Linked DNA regions of Mus musculus: all the other regions are linked to region 1. The links are chromatin contacts, called in public ChIA-PET maps. All regions are on one chromosome and are shown on one strand. Each heading gives the region's core, a stretch centred on a gene start, on an enhancer-like site or on the middle of the called end of the contact. The rest is flanking DNA. Distances are from core to core; before and after follow the strand shown. Region 1 has its middle 38 kb from the start of Dazl. Region 2 overlaps Plcl2 (phospholipase C-like 2). Region 3 overlaps Plcl2 (phospholipase C-like 2).

Region 1 (3,531 bases), core at 732-3,231:
TAAAATGACGTAGTAGGTGAAGGCCACAGTTAGCAACAGACATACAACAACTTGAGTTTAATTTCCTAAGATACACATGGTAGGTAGGAGACCAGAACTGATTCTAGCCGGTTGTCTTCTGAAGTCCATGTTCCTTAGTGCTTCCTTCCCTCACACAAAATAACGACATAAGAATAATAGTAAAAATAACAATAGTACCTCAAAAATAATTTACGAAAATTAAAAGTAACATCACTATATATACATTTATGGAAAGTTTCAAAGTGTTCATACTGCCTAGATATTATGGTTAATCCCAGTAGAATTTTTGATACATATTCATTCACTTTAATCTTGTTTCCTAGCTAAATATATCTCTAAAATCTTTGCTTTTTAAAATGCATTTAATGAAGTCATATTATTTTCGTAAAATAAAACATGTAACATTTTTCACAAGGGCATAAAAGTTTGAAATTGTTGATATTTTATGACTCGTCTCTCTAGACCACACTATTTTAATTGAGAAATGATTCTTTCTATAGAGGCTGAGGTACCTGAGAAACTCAGCAATTTTGCTGGCCACATAATATTCCTGTCTAGCCTTTAAAATTTTTAATTATGTATTTTAAAATCTCCATTTTATATTTTTAATTTCAATGTTTATTTAAATTCTTTGAGAATTTTATATATGAGTACATTGTATTTACATCATTTCCCCCACTCCCTCTCCCCCTCCAACTCCTTTCAAGTCCCCAGTAACACCCTTCTCAAACTCATGTCCTTTTCTCTAAGCGTCTATGTACACAGGGGTGCGCCTGTGTCTACACACTCACACACACAACCTGCACATACAACCCGCTGACTCCAGTTTGTGCTTTCCATACATACTGGGCTGCCCACTTAGCATGCTAAACCCAGCCCCTTCTTCATTGCATGACTTAAGCTAGACTACTAAGCTTTCTGGTGATTTTTTTTCACCAAACTGCACAATTTCCCCACTTCTTTCTGCCTCATTTGTTGCAACTTTTCATTATAGGGCTGTATGAGAGTAACTGGTTATAAGCATTCCACAGACTCAACATCACACTGCCTGAGATCTCCTCTGCCAATAAAATCAGCCTATCACATTTTCATTTACCCTCAGCCGCGTTCTTGGGACATGGGCAGAAGGTAGCCAGAGTCTTTACCAGCCTACTTGTTGGTAGAATCCTTGTATCCCTCTGAACCCTCTAGAGCTGGACTCTCTCTCTGACCTCATTACTGTCTTCCAGGCTCCTACCAGAACACCCACAAAGCTCTGCTTATAACATTCAACATTTTTTTTTTTTTACTCCAAAGTTCCAGAATCTTCTACATCCCTCCAAAACACAGAAATCATGTTCCCTGCCGCGCTGGTATCAGTTTCTAGGTTACTTTTCTGTCGCTGTGATAAGATGGTACGGACAAAAGCAAGGCAAGGAAAAACGAGCTGATCTGGCTTGAGGCTCCAGAGTCCGTAATGTCGGGTAAGGCATGGCGTGCTAACAGAAGCAGGAAGCTGGCTGGTGACACTGTCATCCACACACAGGAAACAGACCGCAAGCACATCCTGGCCCTGGGTGGAAATATGCTCCTGTGCACGGCCCTGCCATTGTGTGGATAAGGCTCCCTTTTGCCGTTAACTCCTACCGTCTTTTCAGGCCATAAAAATTATCAGTCCCATCTAGTCTTTAATGACTGCCTTGCAAACAAGGAGCAGCTTTCCCAAGATCCTAAAGTGTGTGAGTATGGGTGGGGCTGGGGGGTGGACAGGCGCAGCCCAGATGGCTCTGCTGGGCATCTGTGCAATACTACCACCAGGGTACACTGAGCCTGAAGAGATGGGGCAGGATTGGGCTCCAATTAAAGTAGCTGGTTGAAGGTCAGGGCAGAAAATGTGATCTTCAGCCTGACAACAAAGAGATGCCATAAAAGGATCATCGAGGCACCTGGCTCACCCATTATCAAGTTACAGCCCCCACTCATGAGAGTTCAGCGGCTCCCATTGGCTGTGTGGTAAACTCTGTAAGTCTTCAGCTCCCATCCCAACATCCTCTCCCCAACTTGTTTGGTTTTTTTGGTTTTGGTTTTGGTTTTTTTTGGTTTTTTTTTTTTTTTTGCTCTTGCAAGCTCCTGTTTCCTTTCATGTTATCTGAGCTCAAGCTAAAGAATCTATCTATTCACTAGTCAATCTGCAGAGTGACTGATAGGAGACTTAAAAGAGCCAGCCTCTGCCTGGGTGGGGGAAGTGGGGGAAGTGCTCTGCTCTGTGGATGCCCTTGGGCCCTCATGAGTCAGACTGAGGGTAGAATCTACCATTTCTCAAAGTTCTTTGGCTTCTCCCTTGCTATGTTTTCCTATGAGCTATTCTTAAAAGTTATATTCCTTCAGTAAGTCACTTTCACAAAAAACAACAACAAAACAAAAATATTTTTTTTCTTTTTCAGGCTCTGTGTCTAGAGACCCTGATCAACATCATCTGAGACCCTTCCAACTCCTGCATCAAGATGTGTTTGGATAGTTACTGACTACCAGCAATGTACCATAAACACGTGTGTTCTTTCTATGCATAGTATGATTTCATCTCTGTAACAGTCCTGAGCTGTGGGAGCTACTAGTGCTCCCATTTTGCTGAGAGGGCACTTGAGGCTTAGAGTTAAAGATCACTGTCAAGGCTTGAACTGAGCCCTTTATTCTTTCTACCTCACCCAACTGATTCACCAGACTTATCTCTACGATCATTTGCAAATGTCTGTGGAACAATGGAATGAGGCCCAGTTCTGCCTCACTAATGCTCTTTACAGGGATCAGAGTTGGCTGTTGCTTTGTCCTAATTCAAAAAAGTCAATGAGAGTCAGAGCTGTGGTTCTTCAGACCTTTCAGTACCTTCATCAAAAAAAAAAAAAAAAAAAAAACAAATAATTACAACCTCCATACAGCATACATATACCTGAATGAGAAAGCAGCTACATTTGGTCACACAAGGTCATAATCATCTTTTATAAGTGACACAATAAATGAGTAAGCAAATGTCAAAAAAGGAAGTAGAGCAAAGAGAGACAGACTTCAGTTCTCACAGCTAATATTGCCAAGCCGTGGTTCCATATGATGAATAATTGTGATGATTACTATAGCAGTGACAGTGGCTACCACTGATTTTGAGTCCTTACTGTGTTCCCAGCACTGTGCTAAGCAAGGACTTAGAAAGTTCCCTTTCTCCCTCTCTGTCTCTCTCTGTCTGTCTCTCTGTCTCTCTCTCTCACTCTTCCTTGCTCTCTGAGACAGGATCTCATTACATAGCCCTGGCTGGCTGGCCTGGAACTCGTGACGGAGACTCCCTCTGCCCCTGCTCCTGTCTCTGTCCCTGCCCCTGCCTCTGTCCCTGTCCCTGCCCCTGCCTCGAGTGTTAGTAGTAAATGTATACTTCACCACATGCCGCCAAGTGCCGTGGCGTTTTTTACAGTGACCCTATGAGGTGGGACTGGTTGTGTTTACATTCTACAGATGATGCAGCCGAAAGCTTCAGACAGCACA
Region 2 (3,531 bases), core at 494-2,993, 250 kb before region 1:
TAAGAAAGGAACGAAGGACTAACTGATGTAAAACTATCTTGAATTAAATGAGTAATAAACTATGGAAAATAAGCTTTTTAAGTTTTTGCTATTTGATCAATATATTTTAGTATTACGATCTTAAATGAGCCCATCTCCAGTAAATATAAATTACGGCGACTATGATCCAGTGATTTGACAGGATTTCTTTTCAAAGCAATATTTCAAATTAAATCAGACTCCAAACAGTTCATATGTAAAACATACGCTGAGGGACATGAGGACTAAAAGAAACAAGATTTCATTCTATAGATGTAACTGAGAGTTTTAAATTTTTTTAATTTTATATATTACTATTATTGTGAGTGGTGTGTGGGCACATGTCTTCCTTTATGTAGGTCCTGACGGTGGAATTCAGGTCACTGGGCTTTTAAGACAAGAACCATCTTGTCAGCCCTTATGGGGCTTTTAATCAGAAAATAAATGTGACCTATGGTACATTAATCACAGCAGCAGCTGACTCTAAAGTGTTTGTCAAATTCACACTCCTCCTGGGCTTAGAATCACCCCAAGGCTGATCATCCCAAAGCCACTAAGGGATGAATAATAATTAAATTATCGGTGTTGTGTACGTAAGTAAACATTCCCAAGCAAAAGTTCATCATGCCCTAGAATTACTATTTTTTGAAAATCATCTTTCTTTGGCAAGTGACACTATCGACTGAAAGTTCTAAAACAGCAGTTCTTAACCCGTGGGTCCCGATAACCCTTTGTGGTTAAACAGCCCTTTCACAGGAGTCACGCAATCAGGTATCCTATTAGGCATTTACATTACAATTCACAAGAGTAGCAAAATGAGGTTATGAAGTAGCAACAAAAGTCATGCTATGATTGGGGTCCACACACCTGAGGAACTGCATTAAAGGGTTGCAACATTAGGAAGGTTGGGAACCACCGTTCTAAAAGAAGAACTGACTAAAAAATCTCACATGAGTCTTTCTATGCCTTGGCAAAGAAAGCTATGTTTCCTCACTGGCAACAAAACTTCTTAATGTGAACAGAGTCATTTGCAGGAAGTCTGCATCACCTCAGCCTGTTGCCAGGATTCTGGGTCTGTTGCATGGACACCATGTCCTCTGGCACCTGGGCATGCCAGAGCTCTACGGCAAGAAAACTAATTAGCTTTGTATATGATCACATTCCCAAGAGCGTCATAGCCACCAGCATCTCTCTATGGTTGGATCATTCTTCTCTCTGTGGTGGTGATATGGAGTATGATGGTTAAATGAGAATGTCCCCACAGTCCTGGGCATCTGAACACTTGGTCTGCAGTGGTGTGGTGCTTGGGAGATTTAGATGTCTTGCTTTGCTGGAGAAAGTATGTCACCAGAGGCAGATTTTGAGATTCCCAATTTGCTGTTTCATGCTTGCAATTTGAGATGTGAAGTCTTGCTTTGCAGCTCCAGATACCGTACCTGACCGCTGCCATTCCACCCCTCCATGATGACGACGGACGCTTAGCCTTCTAGTGCTATAAGCCCAAGTACTCTATTAAAAGTTGCTTTGGTCATGGACTTTTATCACAGCAGCAGAGTCTAGACCCAAACTTGCTGACTGGCAACAGACATGGAAGTAAGGAGCAGACCACCAGTTTCCCTGTTTCCCTTGGTATTTTCTTTAACCTCCTCCTGTGGAGGGAGCAGGAGTTCCAAAAGTGGTAGCTCACTGACACAAAGCTATAAGTAATAGGAAAAAAAAAAGAGCTTTCACTTTCACATTGCTATTTAACAAGACACCAAAGCAAACCGTGTTTACCAGGTCTGTGAACATTTATGACAATGGAGCCTTCATGGACGGATATCACAAATAAATTTTCATCTGTTTTACAATCATTTGTATTACACTTTCAACGGGTCACCTTGAGAGACTGTCCTATTAACAATCAAAAAGGGTTACCACTTCTTCTGTCATAAGACTGCAACCTAACTATAAAAACAAAACAAAACCAAGGTTTGAGGTAGCCTAAAGAGTGGATAGCCAGTTTTAAATACTATATTCACCGAATAAGCTCTCAGTATAAACTTTGTGTGACTGTGCCTTCTTAAAGTTTAGATGTGGAAAATGAATGCTTGAGACTTGGGGGATGGCTCAGTTGGTAAACTGTAAAGTGCCACACACATGTAGGGTCTGAGTTCAGTTCCCCAGCACCTAAATAAAAATCCATCACAGTGCAAAATCCTTGTAATCCTGCCACTGGAGGCAGACAGACACGGGCCTCCGCATTGTTCTCCTAACAGCCATTGAGTTCTGTGCACCTGACAGCTTTCCCAGCCCAAAGCGCCAGAACCATTCTGTAATCATCCCAATACAAACACGTTAGATTTGTCCAGCAAGACCCTACTTCTGGGAGTAAAGTCTGTCCTGGTTTGCTTTTAATTGTTAGGATAGAATATTCTAAAATGTTCCTAGGAAAAACAACTTGAAGAAGAAAGGGTTTATTTCATATTACAACTCTCAGGTCACAACTCATCATTGAGGGTAAGAGTTCAAGACACAAACCTGGATCAGGAACTGAAGCAGAGATCATGGAGGAGTGTTGCTTACTGGCTGGCTTCCCCTATGTCTCACTCAACTTGCTACTTTGTACAACCCAGGACCCCTGCCCAGGGGTGACACTGCTCTGAGTGTCACCTCCTACATCAGAAAGAAAATGCCTTACAGCCTTTGCAACAGTCCAACTGGGTGGAGGCACTTCCATCATTGAGGGTCTTTCTTCCCAGGTGACTCTAGCTTGTGTCAGACTGGTCAAAAACTTCCCAGCACCACTAACACACACGTTTCTTTCCAGAAAAGCTATCAAAAGTCAAAAGCTTCTCAAGTTGTGTTTTTGCATATTCATGATGATCATGGCAACCTGCTACTTTTTTCAAAGTTTGATAAGATATACTGCTTCAAATATATAGATATATAGATATTGTGTATGTGCATTTATGTATCATACCATTTATTTCCCATGAAGGTAATTAATCCAAAATAATATTTTCGCTTTATCCATGCACTGTGTCATTAAATATCTCCATATATAATCAAATTCAGTAAAATGGCAATATGGCTCAGCAGTTAAGAGTATATTCTGCATAAAGATGAGGAGATGAGTTCAAATCCCTACACACATATAAAATAAGAGCTATAACCATGTACGTCCGTGACCTCAGCACTGCTGGGGTTAGGGGGACAGAAACAGAAGGATCGCCGGAGATTGCTGGCCACTAGCCCAGCTACAAGTCCAGTTATAGACTCTACATCAAAGAAATAAGAGGAGAGGTATAGAATAAGATACTTGATGTCCTCCTGTTGTAAATATAATGAATGTATTATAAACATAAATGTGTGCATGTGTACACATGTGTTTCATATTACATTTACACACACACACACTCAGCTACAATGTACTTATTTTAATAAACATGTAGAACAATCTACATCAACTATAAACTATTCCCTACCAGTTCTAATGAGTAACATCTACCCAGTTCACTCATTTCTGAAAGC
Region 3 (3,531 bases), core at 737-3,236, 190 kb before region 1:
TCCGAGAAGCTTTTCTACGTGGCTCTTCACTACCTTGCCAAAAGCAAAAGATGGCCCAGTGGCATCTTAGCTAAGCCCGGGAAACATGGGCTTATCATCAGCACAAACCCCATCATTTCCAGGCCCCCTTTCCAATCTCAAAGACCTCCAGTCTCTACAGAGATAGGAACGCACAACTAAGCAGTCTCCCCGCTTGCTGCTGACGCTCCCTGGAAGACTCCAGCAGAAAGCTGGAACTGCGGCTGTAGTTTTCTCTCAATCAGCCGAGTGCCTGGTTTCTGACCCCTTTGTAAATCAGATGAAAACATTTCAGAAACATGCACACAACTGCCAGATTTTTCACACAGTCCATTTCTTTTTTTTTTTTTTTTTAAGATTTATTTATTTATTTATTATATGTAAGTACACTGTAGCTGTCTTCAGGCACTCCAGAAGAGGGAGTCAGACCTCGTTAAGGATGGTTGTGAGCCACCATGTGGTTGCTGGGATTTGAACTCCAGACCTTCGGAAGAGCAGTCGGGTGCTCTTACCCACTGAGCCATCTCACCAGCCCCCACAATCCATTTCTGCGTGAAATTTTACAACTGGCAGTTCATTTTCTCACATGGGATTTTAAAGTCTAAGTAGTCGATTGGTAGCACCTAAAAGACAAAGACTTGCAGGTAGAACAAGAAGCGAGCCTTTCGAGCGCCATCTCCATGAGCGGCCTTCTACTTTAGTTTAATACAGAGGGTGAGACTGAAGTCCGCCCTGCGACTTCTAGGTTTTGTTTTAGTGATATCAGAGACATGTGGTGCCAAGAAGGGAATGAGGACCACTCTACCACCTTTGGGATAGTGTGCGCACAGCAGAATGAAAGTCCTTTGTCTCTTCTGGCTACATCTACCTGCATCACTCCCTGTGCCCACACACCCTATTTGTCTCTATATGGTTAAGGACAGCCATTCCGATGCCATGTGTGTCATTAGGGAGAGAACCCAGTACATATTTGAACAGGAGGCTATGGAAACCAAGTAATTTTAAAAGACAGTCTGTTGTTTTTCCTGGAGTCCGTGGCTTCTGCTTGCAATGAGGCTGCCAACTGCAAAGCACTTCTGACTCAAGCCTGCAGATGCATGTGGCTTTCTGCTTACAGGCTGTGTGTCCAGAGCAGCAGCTGGATAAAAGCACTCCCAGCTTTTGAACAGCAACCAGTGTGGGAACAGCAAAGACTGAACTGAAAGACCTCATTCACAGGGCCAATAAGCCACCAAATAGGCCAGCCCACCAGTAAGCTCTCCCCCTACAAAGTCTGCCTCTTTGAAAGGTCTCCTACACATCTTTCCTCGGTTACACAAACTCCCTTACACCTGGTTCTCTAGAAAACCAGTAGACCTCGGTGGAAACAAATTCTATATGATTTTATTATTAATGTGGGGGTGCGAGTGGGGGTGGTGATTTTGTTTTTGTCTTTACCCAAATCTGAAAAGGCTAAAAAGTGAAAAAGCATGTCCCTGGCTCTGCCAATTTAACAACAGTGCCAGAGATCATGCACTCAGTTTTTCAGGATTACTAGACAGCACAATTGACAAAAATGAATAGGGACATGGAAAGCTAGAGGTAACTCAGGACATGGGGGTGTTTTTTGTTTGTTTGTTTGATAATCAGCAAAGTCAGATTATCTGCCTACATCTGACGGTCTATTCCCTGGGACCAACACTTTCTTACCAGCACAGTCTAAGGCATCCATGAACACTGCACTTTCCAAAAGACCACAAAAAGTAACTATTGGGCAGTCCTCATTCACACGTAAATGATGAAAACCAACAGAGGCTCACAACTGAAGAATGCTAACTGGCTTATTACAAAAGCGTGGGCTGAAGGGACCCGCCTTGCCAGAAGTTCTTGGAGAACATCAAAAGAAACCTCAGAACCTTGAGTATACAGCACCGCTCTACAGGATCTCCTGCAAATCTTTTCTTCTGCACACAGCCACAAACCCAATTTGACCATTTCCCAGAAATAAAGCTTCACAGGACGCCTCCCACTGGGTGTGGCTTCTCCTCCCACTTGGTTGCACGACACCCAACCTCTCTCAACCATCAGTCTATATCCTCTCACCCCATATGGGTGCACCGTGGTAGACACACCAGAACTCCTACAGATTCCACACTTCCACTGGCAAATGCTCTGCTGTGAAGCCAGCTCAGGGGCCTCATCTATTACATCCTCAGCAATGAAAGTAAAATAAAGAGCAGAAGTTCAATGTATCCCTGCTTTCTGTGTGAGCTACTTTTATGTCAACTTGACACACACCTATAGTCATAGTGGATGGGGGAACCTAAGTTAAGAAAATTCCCAACCAGATTAGCCCGTGGGCAAGCATGTGGTGCATTTTCTTGACAGTGGATGTAGGTGGGCCCAGCTCATTGTAAGCAGTGCTACCCTGGGCTGGTGGTTCTGAGTTCTATAAGAAAGCAGGCTGAGCAAACCATAGGAACAAGCCAGAAGCAGCCCTCCTCCATCCGTCCCTGCCTCCAGGTTCCTGCCCTGACTTCCCTGGATGCTAGATTATAAGCTATAAAATAAAATAAACCCTTTCCTCCACAAGAATGCTTACGGTCAGCAGGGTAGTGGTGGCTCACGCCTTTAATCCCAGCACTTAGGAGGCAGAAGCAGGTGGATTTCTGAGTTCGAGGCCAGCCGGGTCTACAGAGTGAGTTCCAGGACAGCCAGGGCTACACAGAGAAACCCTGTCTCGAAAACAAACAAAACAACACAAAACAAAAGATGCTTATGGCCATTACCTTTTATCACAGCTATAGAAACCCTAATAGACTTGCTCAAGGGTCTAGGTGCATGTCAGGATAGATCGGTGCCCAGAAAGTGAAAGTCACCAATGCCAACTTCCAGATCTCACCTAAAGGCAATGGATCCTACCTGATATCTGATTGTTCTGTACCAACATTTGCATAAAAATAAATAATATTTTCACACAAATAGTTTCAAAGTAATGGAAAAGTATGGATTATGGATCACAGGATGAGATGGTTAGACTTTAAAATGTAAAGGTTTTCAAGTTTAAAATCTAAAAGAAAATAAATCCATGTAAATTCTCCTTTTCCAAAATGCTCGTATTTGCCTACTCCTAACTTCTAACACCGTGTCTAAGACGCAAATGTTTGAGGCAGATTCCAATTAAGTTTTGCTTTGTGCTTTTAAGCGAACCAACCCACAGAAAATGAGCCAAGCTCCTCGAAGATGAACAGACGTTGCTGGTAGAGGCATATCGGTGCTAGATACGTACATGATTCCCTTCCATGACATTCCAGAGTGAAAATTCTAAAGTTATACCTAAGTCTTGCTACAAGGAATCTTTCATTTTATTTTAATAGCATTATATTAGTAGATCCCATTGCCATAACAATACACCTGGGATATAGTTAATATAAATATGCTTATTGTTCTGAAGTTGGGGCTTCTGGTGGGTGTAGTGGATGGTAATGGATAGGAGTACTTAACGGAACACACTGTTAGCTTCATGTCTGGGAA

The links. ChIA-PET counts read pairs in DNA pulled down with a chosen protein or histone mark.
Region 2: a contact with region 1 is called in an RNA polymerase II ChIA-PET map of memory CD8 T cells, with 13 read pairs. The contact joins two enhancer-like sites. A contact is called at or near these places in 4 of 115 datasets of contacts at active chromatin or transcription factors (CD8 T cells, effector CD8 T cells, extraembryonic endoderm stem cells and 1 more) and 1 of 9 other capture datasets (embryonic stem cells).
Region 3: a contact with region 1 is called in an RNA polymerase II ChIA-PET map of memory CD8 T cells, with 28 read pairs. The contact joins two enhancer-like sites. A contact is called at or near these places in 1 of 39 promoter capture datasets (frontonasal cranial neural crest), 6 of 115 datasets of contacts at active chromatin or transcription factors (T-cell acute lymphoblastic leukemia, bone marrow-derived macrophages, craniofacial prominence and 2 more) and 2 of 9 other capture datasets (adipose tissue and pancreatic islet).

The regions. Positions count from the first base shown.
Region 1 is chr17:50,329,966-50,333,496 of GRCm38.p6, reverse strand. No RefSeq gene overlaps it. Among named protein-coding and RNA genes, the nearest start is that of Dazl, 38 kb to the right of the region's middle. Within about 2 kb of position 1,981, at least 83 of the 459 cell types and tissues checked have an H3K27ac peak or open chromatin away from gene starts, as enhancers often do. A contact at or near this core is called in CD8 T cells, T-cell acute lymphoblastic leukemia and memory CD8 T cells, where this site is marked.
Region 2 is chr17:50,578,818-50,582,348 of GRCm38.p6, reverse strand. The region is part of intron 1 of Plcl2 (phospholipase C-like 2); the gene reads right to left. Among named protein-coding and RNA genes, the nearest start is that of Plcl2, 71 kb to the right of the region's middle. Within about 2 kb of position 1,743, at least 40 of the 459 cell types and tissues checked have an H3K27ac peak or open chromatin away from gene starts, as enhancers often do. A contact at or near this core is called in CD8 T cells and memory CD8 T cells, where this site is marked.
Region 3 is chr17:50,523,641-50,527,171 of GRCm38.p6, reverse strand. The region is part of intron 1 of Plcl2 (phospholipase C-like 2); the gene reads right to left. Among named protein-coding and RNA genes, the nearest start is that of Plcl2, 16 kb to the right of the region's middle. Within about 2 kb of position 1,986, at least 49 of the 459 cell types and tissues checked have an H3K27ac peak or open chromatin away from gene starts, as enhancers often do. A contact at or near this core is called in T-cell acute lymphoblastic leukemia and memory CD8 T cells, where this site is marked.